Regions from separate parts of the Zea mays genome. Here region 1 is linked to region 2. Evidence: chromatin contacts called from public Hi-C data. All regions are on one chromosome and are shown on one strand. The core of a region is the stretch at or near the end of the contact, and the rest is flanking DNA. Distances in the headings are between cores, read along the strand shown. Region 1 holds the start of LOC100277859. Region 2 holds the start of LOC100279318 (eukaryotic translation initiation factor 3 subunit 6-interacting protein).

Region 1 (7,325 bases), core at 2,432-4,931, 490 kb after region 2:
CGAGTGCCTTGGTGCACCGGACACAGTCCGGTGGCACACCGGACAGTCCGGTGCGCCAGACCAGGGTGCCTTTGGGTTGTCTTTTGCTCTCTTTGTTTGAACCCTTTCTTGGTCTTTCTTATTGGCTTATTGTGAACCTTTGGCACCTGTAAAACTTATTAGACTAGAGCAAACTAGTTAGTCCAATTGTTTGTGTTGGGCAATTCAACCACCAAAATCAATTAGGAAAAAGGTGTAAGCCTAATTCCCTTTCATTATGTCGTCTTCCTGCCCATGGGTTTGGGTTCTGTGGGACATTAATGCTTGCCCCTGGTGGCTCATATGGCTGGTCGTCTCTTTTTGGCCTTCTAGGGGGCCGAAAAGTACTCGTCCCATGTGTCTGGGCTATCGTATTATGGTACTGGGGTGCCGTGGGGTGTAACGGAATTTTTTAATGGGACGGCGTAAAGATGAGGAATGATAATTAATATTACGTTCTGTATACTTCGCGTTGGACTGTCCGGTCTGATACACGGACCATCCGGCCTTGCGCGCAGACTGTCCGACTGTATAGCCGAACCGTCCGATGATGTAATCGGATTGTCCGGCCATATACGCGGACAGTCCGAAAGGGTATGTTAGGATTTGTGCAAAATACGGTGCCCCTGGCGCGGACTTTGGTAACTCGGTTTGGAAAATAGGGCCGACCGCCGCTGGTCCGGACGGTCCGCACTCAAACGCGGTCGGTCCGGCCATGCGCAAATCGACGAATTTACCCTCGATTTATGTAGGAGAATGTGGTTGTCCAAGATATGTATCTATCGTCATCCCATAAAGTGGTTGGGATTGGTCATGCCAATTTACAACTGATGGATCACGTGCATTTTCCCTAGTATTACCCTCGTGTGATGGAAAATTAGCAACATGAGATTTACCAAATGCACGTGCTAGCCTCTTATAATCCTCTTGCATACCTCTAGTATTCGTTGCATTTGTTCTTGTTGCTCATCTACGTAAGATCTAAGGGATTGGATTTCGTTTGTTTCACTTACTGAAAGGGAAATGACCTCAACCATTTTCTATAAATCAATTTTGGTTCTTGACGACCACCACAAATCTTATGGACTAACTAGTTTGCCTAGTTGATCGTTTCTCAGGTGCATAAGTGCATCTTTATGAATTCTAAGTCGACTGTCCGGAATACCATAGATTATTTCGGATAGGAGAAGATTTTTGGAAAATTCACCTGTGTGCGGACCATCCGGGGCCCTCCGACGGACCGTCCGTGACATCAGGGTGAGGCTCGGACAGGAACTATGCAAATCACGCGTTTACACTGCGGACTGTCCGAAGGAAAAGAGAGCACCATACAGTACTAAGCTCGGACCGTCCAGTCGTTGAAAAACCAGAAAAAACCCGAAGGTGACGGGTTCGGTAAAATGGATTTTTAAGCGTCCTCGCGGACCGTCCGGGGTGCACAGCCGGACCGTCCGTGACTGCTTTGTTTGACATATGATGATGCATTTAATGCAGTATATCCGTTGATATAGCCGTTACTGCTGACCGTTGCGATTTCAGCCGTTGATGTGCAGGGGCGGACTGTCCGGACCAGGGGCGCGGACCGTGCGCGGTTGGTATAAAGGAGACAATGACTAGGAAGTGGTTGGTAGCTATAAATACAACCCCAACGACCTACATTTAAGACATCCAAGCCTTCCATTCACTCCCATTCAATGCAAGAGCAAGCAATCCATTCCAAGACACATTCAAAGCTTCCAAACCTCTCCAAGTGCCACAACTGAGACACGTGATCATTAGTGATTAGTGACTTGAGAGGGTGTGATTCGTGTTTCATTTGTTGCTCTTGTTGTTTGGCTTTTAATCATGCTTTCTTCATCTCCTTCTAAACTCTCTAGTGACCTGTAAAGCTAGCAAGAGACACCTAAGTGTGTGGTGGTCCTTGCGGGGTCTTAGTGATCCTTGAGATTAAGAAGAAGCACTCAACCGGTCTAAGTGATCGATTGAAAGAGGGAAAGGGTTAAAAAAGACCCGGCCTTCGTAGCCTCCTCAACGGGGAGTAAGTTCTTCGGAACCGAACCTCGGGAAACAAATCGTTGTGTTCTTTTGTGTTGATCATTTTCCTACAATTTGATTCTTCCTCTCCTCTCTGTCTAAGTTCTCTTGCTCACAACCTTTTGAGTTAGCTTCCAAAGTCATCCGTATTAATTAAGCAACTCATAGCAAGAAGAACTCTCTTCAACACTCCAAATTCATTATTACTTGTTTATAATCCTACCCCGGGTGAAGTTCATGTTCAAAGATATAGATTTCATCTATTCACACACCCTGTAGGCGACTTTCACTTACTTTGGGGGTAGTTGTAGTAGGTCGGAGCGAAGCCAGATCAGTCGCCCGCTATCGGACCAGTTTTTAATTTCGGTCCACCTTGAAGTTGGCTAGAAACTTCACCTGGGTCTCCTTGATCAGCTGCTCCTTGTGCTCCTCAAATTCATGCTGATCTTCAGTCGGCAGGGTTTCCCAAGTTGGCTCAATTATGTTGCTGGGGAGACATCAAAGCTATCTTTTGAACCGGTCATTAAGCGCCGATATGAAGATCCTCACGCGATGTCCCCAGCTGAGTCGCCAAAAAGTGTGTTGTCGCTGACCTGCAATCACTGCGATGAGTACCGGCGGTGGTGATCTTTGCAGAGGCGCGGACGGTCCGTGACCGAGGGTCGGACGGTCCACGACCTGGCGCAAGAGCTAGAGTTTCTGCCTGATAAGCCGGACGGTCCGGGCCTGGTGACCAGACGGTCCGCGTGTGCGCAGAGACGACGGAGTTCGCCAACAACATCTGGATCTCGCTCCCGGGAGGGACTCCGTCGGGGAGAAGAGATCCTAAGGTTTGTCTTGGGATCGGGTGGCCACTAAAGACGCCTCTAAACGACGTTGAGCCGGATAGAGGTGAAGATTAGGAAGATGAAACTATGTTACTGTCTACTACTAGGACAAAATGCAAAGAACCAAATATATATTGATTATTTGATCGATTGTTGGTTCTTTAATCGACTGTAACCTTAATATATAGAGAGATGTCTAGACCCGTTTCTAGATGAATCTAATCGCCTGATCTAATTCTATCGCGGACCGTCCGCGCCTATAGCTAGACTGTCCGCAGGTCATAACGTCCGGACCTCAATGCCGGACCGTTCGGCCATACCAGTGTCACAGATGGTGCTTAACGGATTGAATCGAAGGTTCTGTGTTTCTTGTTTTGTTCCGTGATACAGTGGGAAGACGGGAAGTTTTGTATTACATGATCAGTTGGATGCGCTTGGTAATTCGTTCAACACGCACACGTAACGCTGTACCTCTATTCTGAAGGTTTGTGGTACGCTTGGCCAGGTCAGGTTTTACACGCAAAAACATCAAATCTCAAGTTGAAGTCAGCAGAAATTCAGTCAAATCTCAAAGCCCAGCACGAATTCAGCCGGATTTCTTCTCATCAGGGTACAAATATCAAAAAAAAGGAAGTAAAACCACTTGCCGTCGCAGTCACAGTCGTATTGTGGCAGCCACATGACACGAGAAAGCAAAATTTCCCTGCTAGTATTGGGACCGGGAAGAAAGCGAAACCGTTGTTGTGGTTGTTGGTTGCACAGGCAGGATTGCAGGAAGGCACAAGAAGGGCAAAAGGCAGGCAGACCCGCGCGCCATTCTCTAGAACCTTCCACGGTCCACCTCCCTCGTTCCTCCGGCGGCACGTGCCCGTGCCGCTCGGCTCACCCGCAACCCTCCCTCCACGCCTCTCCTCGTCGACGAGCGGACCCGGTCCACGCCCCCACCCCCTTCCCATCCCAATCCCAGATCCCGGCCAGCCCTCCGATTCGGCCGCGACCGTGGTGGGTTCGGTCCCCCTCCGATCGGGGCAGCAGCCATGGATCAGAGCCGGCGGGCGGTGGAGTCGTACTGGCGCTCGCGGATGGTGGACGGCGTCACGGCGGACGACGACAAGGTCGCGCCCGTCTACAAGCTCGAGGAGATCTGCGAGCTCCTGCGTGCCTCCGACGCCAGCATCGTCAAGGAGGTCGCCGACTTCGTCCTCAAGCGCCTCGACAACAAGAGCTCCCTTGTTAAGCAAAAGGTGGGTGCCCCTGGGTCTGGACCCCGGGTGCGTTGTTGCCTTGTCTGTCGAGGGATGCTGCTACTGGTGGGGCACGACTGTTATTCCTTGCATCGCCGGCACCGGTGGTGTCATACTGCTCGCCGTAATCTGATCTGACCAAGTAGGAGTGACTTGAAACGGGTAGTCCGATGTGGGAGGCTGGGAGCCGAATTACCTGGGAGGGGGGGGGGGGGGGGGGGTGGTTCCAAGTTATGTGTTTTCTGGTTACTTGTTCAGTGTCTCAAGAGTTTGAGACAAACCAAGGGTTCATTTAGCTTCAGAGGGGGTTGGTTTTTATCAGTATGACATGCCTGAGTCATGTCCGATTGAGAGATTACTATGGTCACTAGATGGGTCGTGTGATTGTTTTATGGTGCACTCATATGATTGTTTTCCTTTATCAATGCTCCATGGCTCTATGTATCTGAGGATGGTTCATGTGGACAGTTTGACTCGTGTAGATTAGGTGCTGGTGGCTATCAGGAATATAATTAGATTTATGTGATTCTGTGGGTGAATATAATAAAGCCAGGATATCTTTATTCTAGTTTTTCTGGATACATAACAGGACCTCATAAATAGCATATCTTTGTCTTATTTTTTCTGGATACATAACAGGACCTCTCTAGGGTGATCCAAATTATTTCGAAGGACATAATAGAGTTTCAGTTTTTGTATCCAGTGCATATACCATGTTAGCTTAAGCATACAATTATATAATCATACAAATACTGAAACCAGGATTGCCCAATTCTCCCTTCCTGTCATTATATGGTAGTTGCTGTCTATGGGAGCGCATGTGCTTGCATTGGAAATTGTACCTGCATTAATTTCATCTTGTTTTTCATGAACAATGCCTGTTGAATCTTTTTTGGACATGTTTTTCATGAACATTGCACGTTGAATCTTTTTTGAACATATAGTCTTCCAGCTCAGTGATATTTGACTCTTTTTTTATATTTGCTCTCCAGGCTTTACGGTTGATCAAATACGCAATTGGAAAATCTGGTACTGATTTCAAGAGGGAGATGCAAAGGCACTCAGCGGCTATACGCCAACTAGTTCATTACAAAGGCCACCCTGACCCCTTAAGAGGGGATGCCCTTAATAAGGCTGTTCGGGAAACTGCGAATGAGGCTATTGCTGCAATTTTCTCCACAGAGGACCCTAAACCTGCTGTCGCAACCGAAAGTCTTGGCAAGCGCATACAAGGCTTTGGAAATACTAATTACGAGCCATCTAGAGATGAAAAGAAGTCTTTCCTTAGTGAACTTAGCGAAGTAGTGGGTATTGGAAGTGCATCCATCAAGCAGGGTTTGAGCAACTTCGCTGCAGCGCATGCAATAATGATAAATGACAACGGCAGCACATACAAGAGCCCTAATCTACGTAGGTCTTTAACCACAGAATCTGAAAAATATGGCCGGTATGATCCAAGTGAAATTCAAAGTGAGAGCCGTGCCTCATCTGATGCTTCAAAGAACGTAGCTTCTGGTTCTTGGGGTCCGACTTCCAGTTCTGCACCATCCGATGATACTAGCTCAAGTCAACCAGGGGTTAAAACTCGTGAAGAAAGACTTCTGGAGACAATTGTTACTGCAAGTGGTGTGCGATTGCAACCAACGCGAGATGCTCTGCGGGTTTTTTTAACAGAAGCTTCCAAATTGGATGCAGTTGCCTTGAGCCGCGCACTTGAAAACAAACTGAATTCCCCATTATGGCAGGTGAGTTTAGACGCTTCACTCATTTCTGTTTAGTTTCACCCCTTATGATCCTTAATTCCTTATGCACATTAGCCATTTAACATATAGTATGTCGAAACTAGTGCCATGTCATGGTTCCTAAATCCTAACTATCCAGAAACCGATGGTAAATAAATTTTTCTTGTGCTATTGCTTCAAGTTTTACATGTATGCACTTGTGAATTTCGATTAAATGCTATTGTGGGAATTCTTGGAAATGCAGTAAGCTATCCAGAAATGTCAAAGGGAAAATATATAAGCAGTGTCAAAGGAAAAAATTGGGTAGAAGAGAAATATGCAGTATATCTTTACTTTGGACAGATCAAATAGATCACTATGACTATTGTTCATGTTATTCTATGCTTTTATTTTGTGCTATTAGTGGTTTAATAGAGTTCATGGAGAAACAGCACTGCCAATTCAGTGTTCAACGTTCAGTGCAGTTGGCATAATCTGTAATTGAACAGATGTACAAAATGTGTTGATGCTTGACTTAGTTACATGAAATCAAGGGATATTATGCAAGCATGACTATTGTTGCATTGCAGTTCACAATATGTTTAGAGTATTTATCATACAGGCTGGCAGATTAATCATGACTAGTCGGTTGCCCGTGTCTTAACTACGGTTTCTATATTCACAATATTTACAATATCTATCTTTTGTAAAACACAAACAAATATGTATTCCAATGGTTAGAAGCTAAGCCTGTGAGAGAGAGGGTTTGAACCCCATGTTGTGTGCTTATTTTTTGTATTTTTTGGCGGTGCGCGTGGGAGGGAGACACGCGAAGAAATTCCCACTTAAATATAGTAGAGAGAGATATTACATATTAGGCAGCCAGCTGGAAACCTTAAATTTGTAAGTGGTGTTGTCTGGTTTGTTTGCCTTGCAGCTGGTATTTGTGAGTGGGTTTAGTTGTCCTTAACACATACTCCCTCCGGTATCAAAATACAAGTCATTTAGGACAGTGATACGGTCTCCAAAATATAGCTTTGACCAATGTTTTTTTTAAATACAAATAACTCTTAATATATTTATACTTTGAAAAAGTACTTTTTAAGATAAATCTATATATATGACTATTAGATTTCAAAACTAAATAACAAAACTGTAATTAGTAGTCAAAGTTTTATATGTTTGACTCAAACCTTGTCCAAATTCCAAAACGACTTCTTTTTTAGGACTGGAGGGAGTAGTTTGTTTGCTTTTTGTTAACCAAACATTTCCAGTAAATTTTTTCAATAGTTCATAAATATTCAGTGTATTTGTGTACTTCTCAGGTTCGCATGAAGGCTATTTGTGTGTTGGAAGCCATTGTAAGGAAACAGGATACTGATCCTTATTCTATCATTGCTTCATATTTCATTGAGAACACAGCTTCTGTTGTTAAATGCTCTGAGCTGCCACAGGTTTCTCTCAGAGAGAAGGCCTCAAAG
Region 2 (7,330 bases), core at 383-2,882:
AAATTAAACAACAGCTTGTCCAACACTAGTTGAGATGGTTTGAACATGTACAACAAAATCCTTCAGAGGCACCAATGCATAGTGGTATCCTAAGGCGCAATAGCAATGAGAAGAGAGACAGGAGAACACTGAAGTTGACATGGTAATAGGCAGTAAAAAAAGACTTGAAATGGTGGAATATACCCAAAGATTTAACCTTGAATAGGAGTGCATGGAAAATAATCCATGTGCCTGAACCTTGATTAATGGTTTATGTTGGGTTTGAACTCTAGCCTACCCCAACTGGTTTAGGACTAAAAGGCTTCGTCGTTGTTTTTGTAAGTCTCATATGCCAGTATGAGAGAATGTTTCAGCAATGTCTAATCATTCCGCAGATATCCTCAATAAGATTGTAAGCAGTCCCCCACCCCCACCCCATATCTCAAATCCTGGCTTCAAACCTGATTGTAAGAAGGTATAATACTAGGGGTTCCATTATTTCTTGTACTAAAGGTATCAAAACTATGTGTGCCAACCTCAATGCACTAGGTTCTAAACAATCGTAGGCCATAGTGATCAGAAAAGTAGGTTTGCCACACCTGCGCATCATAAGGTTTGCGAAGCCATAGTGATAGATGGTGGAAATGTGGCTCCCGATGACAATGCTGTAGACCCCTTGCTGGTTGAGGTCGATGGGACCGAGGCACTTGAGGCCAGTGTGGTAATCCCCAAGGAGGCAGTGTATCCTGAGGAGGCCAATCATGCTGTAGTAGCCGAGCACCTTGAGCACGTTGCTCCCGCCCTCGTAGTCGTAGCCATCGGTGGCGGTGAACTGCTCCAGGCCCTCCTTCTCCCTCTCGAGGATCTGTGTGATCATGGACTTCTCGACCAGCGCCTGCAGGTAGTTGAGGACCCCGTACACGTTCCACGCCTGCAGGTACGTTTGATTTAGGGAGAGCAGAGCCGTGATTCACTGCCATTTTTTGGGCATTTGTTGGAGTCATGCACCTGGCAAGAAAGGGAAAGGGAAGACAAGACAAGTACTAGCAACCTTGTCGAACTGCTTGAGCTGGTTGAGCTCGTCCTCCGTCTTGGTCTTGAGCTTGGCGCGGTATTGGCAGCAGCTCTGGAACTGGTAGACAAACTCGTCGACCATGTCCCAGAGCCACTGGTTGGGCAGCTGCATGTTGACGACGCCGTGAAGGACGACTCTGAAGAGGTCGCAGTAGTTGGTCCAGGACTCGGCGCGGTGCGCGGCAGTGAGCGGAGAGAGGCGGGCGTGGGCGTGGCGGTACCAGAGCTCGCGGTAGAGGAGGAGGAAGACGGGATCGCCGTCGCAGTAGGGTGCGACGGCCTCCGCGGAGGGCCAGGGAGCGTCGCGGAAGAGGCGGTCGGAGAGGCGCTGGAAGCCGCCCTCGTACATCTGGTGGATCTCGTAGACGTTCTTGTCCCGGATGTGGCGGTACAGGTGCACCACGAAGGTCTTGACGGAGTCCGGCACGTAGCTGGGATCGTAAGCGTCCACCGCGTGCGGCGGCGCCGACGGCTGCAGACCGTCCTCCCGGTCGTAGGGGGCCGCCGCCATGGCTGGGGAACTGGGGAGGCAGGGGGGTTCAACCGTTCAAGGTCCGGTGGCGCGCGGTGGGATGAAGCCCTATTGTTTTGCTTGCCTGGCTCTTGGCTGGGTGTTGTGTCAGTGTGTGTGTGTGAGAGAGATGGGAGCTTTGCGGCTGCTTGCTACGTGGGCCGTAGGGTGAGGCGTGGGCCTACTTACTGGCGCCTTTTGCAGGTTGGGCCGGCCTGCGAGGTGCATTTGGTGGGTTTGGGTTGGCGCAAGCCGCGAGGGAAGGGAGGGCCGGGCGGCTGCCGGGTCGCCGTCGAGGCGTCCTCCCTCCCGAGTCCCACGAGCACGGAGCACCGGCCTCCGGTTCAGATTCGGTGACACGCACGGCACGGACGAACCCAACGGGGCACTGCTCACGGGAAAGAGAGAGGATTCCTCCGCCGCGTCCGCGTTGGACTGGACAGCTCACGCCGCTGCGAAAGCAACCAGCCAGAGCCAGATCCGTCGGTTCCAACGAAACATCCATTCACGCCCGCCACCGGCATCCCCATCTCCGATCCGCCGCAGCCGCAGTCGCAGGCACGTCCTCCTCTCCGGCCACCCGGAGCGCGGCAGCCAGCGAGCGAGCCACTGTGGTCGCCGTGCAGGTACCTAATTTTTGCAGCCCCCACAAAGTCAGAGGGTGGGGGCAAAAAAGAAAGGGGGAAGACAGTCACAGAGAGGTGCGCGGCCAACTTGCCTGGTGCGGGTGGTTTCGGGCACGGGCGAGCGCCATCCGCTCGCTGCCGATCCCAATCCGGCCAGCAGCGGCCGCCCCGCCACCGGGCCTCCCTCCGACCGTTCCCCCCGCCCGCCATGGCTGGTTCCATGGTGGACCGCGCCACCAGAGACATGCTCATCGGCCCGGACTGGGCTAAGAACATGGAGATCTGCGACATCTGCAACCGCGACCCCGGGTACGGACCCCCTCTCCCGCTACCCTGACCTGTCTCGGATTCGGGCTGCTCCCGCCATCAGATTCCCTCCCTATCCCCGCGAGATTCTCAATCGCGCCTGCGATCAGTTGTGGTTTTACGCGCTCACCCTTCTCGGAGTTAGGTTCCAACTAGAGGGGGTCCAGGCTGCTCGAATTGAGCTACCCGCCACATGCGTCTCTGCCAGGATCATCATTTCTGACTCTGCAATGTACCTGCCTTGCTCCGTTTGCATTCTCACGTCGTGTAGTCATTTTTTTAAACTGTTAGTAGTCTCCGATCGCACAGTAGAGGTGGGGGGGGGGGGGGGGGGGGGGGGGGGCTTCATTGGGTCATCATTGTTCAAATCATAATTGAGCAATCCCTGGTTTGGAAATAACTGTCCATGCTCCATTTGCTGATTAGGTCGTGTGGCAAAAGGGAATGCTACACGAGAGGGGCCCTTACTGTATCCTAACTAGGTGCTGTAACATACTTTTCCTGATCAATCACAGCGCGCTGCATCTATGAGGGAAAATATCCACAGACGATTTTACAAATGGCAAAAAAAAAAATAGAGGTAGACCAGTGGGAATATGGGGAAGATACTGTATTCTGGTTTCCATATTTTCAGTCCAAATGTTTTGATTCCGCATATGACAATATATTTGAGTATCTGAATCTGCTGGCAAATGATGCACTTTGTTTTTATTTGGTTCATGGCCAAGAATTGGGACTGAATATCAAACATTCTACTGGACTGAAATGATATAGCTTGCACTAGGTTGCTCATGTTCATTTCGTTTCTGCTGAAACAGAAGCCCATTTAATTTGCTTTGCCCTGCTGTCATTCTGTTATTGATTGTCCATATCTATGCTTGTAACAGGCAATCAAAAGATGTCGTCAAGGCACTAAAGAAACGGATTGGCCACAAGAATCCAAAAGTTCAACTTCTTGCACTAACTGTAAGTCTGTCTGTGACTTGTCATTTACTTTTATGTCTTACGTGTGGTAGGCTATTAGTAACTGTCAAAGACTTTTTTATTGTTTTGTATTGTGCTTCCACAAAATCGAACACGTGATCCTCTGGCACTGGTAACTGTTGAAGATTTTTTTCTGTCGTTTTGTGTCTTGCTTTCACAAATCAAACACCTGATCATCTGCTAAGTTATGTGTTGCACTTTTGTTATATGTTCAACCATGTTCCAATTTATGTTCCCGTCATTTGTCCTATGCTTCATTGCATATGCAGTTGCTCATGATCATACTCATACATTCTGCTACACTATCAGGATAACTGAGCACAGTGAACACATTTTGTCTATTCTTACTAGGAATTGGTGGTAGGCTATTCCGACTGTTTTTTACTATTTAGTTTATTCATGAGATCCTAATAACTTTAACTTGCGCATTTTGTTTCCTTGTTAAAACCACCAAAGGAATACAAACACCAACACCCAATTCTTTTGAATTGTTGAGGCTCAATACATCTGTTGTATTTTGTATGTTTGTAGAGGTCCAGGATATGTATATGGTGTAGAACATGTATAATTTTGTTATGATGATTTTTAAATTTAATATTTAGCTATTGCCAAAATGTTAGCATTGTCTTGCTGATGATATCTCTATATTTCAGCTGTTGGAAACTGTTATAAAAAATTGTGGGGATATACTTCACATGCATGTTGCAGAGAGAGATATATTGCATGATATGGTGAAGATAGTGAAGAAAAAGGTTCAATATGCTTCATGCTTGCAAAACTGTAGTTCTTATTCTAATGAACTGCTGGTTTCTGATGGCATTTTGTTTTCATGTTACAGTCTGATCCTCGTGTTAAAGAGAAGGTATTGGTGCTGATAGATACATGGCAAGACGTGTTTGGGGGATCACATGCAAGATATCCACAATACTATGCAGCATACCATGAGTTGGTGGTATAATTTTGAAGCTCGAGTCAATTTATTGCTTCAAAAATTTTCAATTGGCTCATTTGATTTGTGGTGTGTTTGACAAGATTATGATCTTATGTTTCTGTCTGGCAGCGTGCTGGAGCTGAATTCCCGAAGAGACCCGAGAAACCTGCACCTTTGTTTAATGGCCAGTCTCAGGCAGCAAGGAATATGCGTAGTCCTGACCAACAGGAAGCGGAATCTTCTGCTGCCAATGATTTTCCTGCTTTGAGGTGTGCTTTTTTTACATTTTATTTTGTGTCTCGATGTCTTTTTCTATCTGTTCTCCTCTACACTTAAATAGCTTAACATTTAATTCTTTCACTACTGTCTCTTACTAGCACATAATCTACAAAACAATATAATACTGTGTGCAATGATTGTGATATTTCTAGTTTTAGATTGTGGTCTGGTTCATGTTATGAGGTGAGGGTGTGCAGTTAAACAAAACGATAGAGGATTGTTTGATATATCGTCATATTTTCTAGTTTCTGCTTGTTATTTGATTATGTATCATCGACTTGCTTCATGCGCTCAAGATGGCTTGAATGTTCGTGTAAAAAAACTCAGGTTGTTAGTGGTAGTAGGTTCAAGAACAGAGTATACTACTCAATATATCCAGATGACCGTTTTTACATATTCTGACATTAAGACATCATAGCTAGTGTCATGGACCTTCGGTCCATGGGGATAGCTGTCTTCTCCGGCGAGGTTATACCCCTCTGCCGCAGGCTTGGTTCTAGGGTAGCAGCCCTAGGCGCTTGAGAGGGTCATTGCAAGAGAGAGGGATTGATTTGATAATGATCTTGCTTGATTTATTCCCTGCTGCCATGCGGCTTATAAATAGCCCTATGTCTAACCAACTTCTCCTACAAACTCTCAACTAACTCCTACTTTCTTGAACTTATCTGCTGCTAACCAACTCTCCACAATTCTCTCATCTCAATCTTATTCTCTAGCCTTATCCCAGCTCATCTCAATCTTATTCTTTCCTTTCCTGCGGGTGCGGACTGCATGGTGGTGACCGCTCCCTATGATGCCCATGACAGCTAGTTTCTTAACCTCTCGAGTCTGTTTATTGGATATATGGCTAGTTAGCACAATGAGAAGAGATACAGTTGTGTATATGCCACTGGCTATTGAGTTTAGGATACCGTGCGAGCAAAGCAGCAAGTACAGCACATACAAATTTCCTTTGAGACTATATACATCTGGGTTGTTTTCATGACTGCGCTTATACTGAATGAATGCCTATATTTTCAGCATGTCGGAGATTCATAACGCTTGTGGTATTATGGATGTACTTGCTGAGATGCTGAATGCTTTAGACCCAGGAAACAGAGAGGTACCAAAGTAGTCTTAGCTTGCCTCATTTTTTATGTTTGCTGCATAGAAACATTGACCTCTTTCCTGTATAAGTTTTGAAGTTTCAACCAGTGAAGCACGCCATTCTTATTATGGGTTTATTTATATAAAGCGAATTGTCCATCTTGTTTTATTTTGAGAAATTTGTGCCAACTGCTGACCAGTTTTAGTTAAATGACCTTGTATTTTTTTAAGAGCATGCCAACTATGGAACATCTTTATGCATTAAATGCTATGTACTGGATCCTACCATTACCATGTACTGAGTTATAGTGTGTATATAGTAAGGGCTGATACTGATGCACACAGATAATTGTTAACATGCCTACCTTCAATTTTATGTCTATGAACATCCTTATGGGGTTCAATTTACGTCCTGGGCACTCCCGTGTGATTTATAATTTACTTGGTTTACTCCCAGTATTTAATTTATGTCATACTCAAGCAATAGTGCCCTACTATATTACTAATAAGTGATAATGTTATGGTCGCTAGCAGTGTTATTAAAACTACGTTTAAACGATGTTTAAACTACATCAAAACTCTAATTAGAGATTGAAACTACGTTTTAGCGTTTTGGCGTTCTAAACTGTAAAACGCAGTGTTTTATGCATTTTAGACCATTAGCTACTTTTGGACCCAGTCTATTAGTTACTTTTGGGGTTCAATCCAGCTATGGGTGGAGTTTTTGTAAGCCACTAACATCTCTGTTTTGGTATTTAACTTCATATAATTGTCTGAAATTATGATGTATTGGTATTTTTCCTATGTTGTTTAAAACTACGTTTAAACTAAGTTGAAACTAAGTTTAAACGTTTAAAAGTCAAAATTTCACCCATGAGCGTTCCAACGTTTTATCGTTTTAATAACCTTGGTCGCTAGATCAGTGAGGGATTGGAGTGGAGTATCGATGGGCAGGAACGTCGGCCGGGGGCCTCTACCCACGGCCGAGCAAGAGGAGGGTTTCTCCCTTCTAATTCTTGCCTGCTTTATTTCTCATCCATTGATTACATAAATAGACCGGCTGGCCGCCCCTATCTAGCTAGAGATTTTTATCTCCTTAAAACTCTCCTAAAAACTCTCAACAAACTACTAACTGATAACATTTCTAGATAATCTCAACTAATCTCCTAAATAATCTCAACTAATCTTCTAATCTTATCTCTAACTATCCTTATCTAATCCCCTTGGAGGGCCCATGGTTGCTGCTGCCGCAGCCCCTCCGTTGGCCTCCTTAGGTCCTGACACTACACCCCTCCTAGACAAGCAGCTCGTCCTCGAGCTTCAGCATGACGGGTGCTCAAAGATCGAGTCTACTTGACCCAAAACCAAACACCTAGAAGACAAGCCTTTTACATCTCGGCTTATCTTATTATTCTGAATCTGAATTTTAATTGACCCCATAAGATAAGGCGGACACCCTCCGCGCATTGGACTTGCACGAGTGCAGCCACCTGGATCACATGGACGCCATCTGGACGAAAGGGGAGCACATGGACGGGCACCTGGAGTAGGTCG

The links. A called contact is a pair of places that touch in the nucleus more often than the background predicts.
Region 1: a contact with region 2 is called in a Hi-C map of tassel, with 2.4 times the contacts expected there. The contact joins the promoter of LOC100277859 here to the promoter of LOC100279318 in region 2. A contact is called at or near these places in 2 of 25 Hi-C or Micro-C datasets (ear and tassel).

Annotation. Positions count from the first base shown.
Region 1 is chr8:29,550,114-29,557,438 of Zm-B73-REFERENCE-NAM-5.0, forward strand. LOC100277859 reads left to right here and starts at 3,682. Exons shown (of 5, transcript NM_001151318.1): 1 at 3,682-4,123; 2 at 5,116-5,868; 3 at 7,170-7,325. The coding sequence starts at 3,917.
Region 2 is chr8:29,066,879-29,074,208 of Zm-B73-REFERENCE-NAM-5.0, forward strand. LOC100279318 (eukaryotic translation initiation factor 3 subunit 6-interacting protein) reads right to left here and starts at 1,633. Exons shown (of 7, transcript NM_001152339.1): 1 at 1,031-1,633; 2 at 579-910. The coding sequence starts at 1,564. It overlaps LOC100279184 (Putative VHS/GAT domain containing family protein), which reads left to right and starts at 1,998. Exons shown (of 10, transcript NM_001349010.1): 1 at 1,998-2,499; 2 at 3,384-3,462; 3 at 4,134-4,232; 4 at 4,319-4,432; 5 at 4,541-4,680; 6 at 5,711-5,792. The coding sequence starts at 2,399.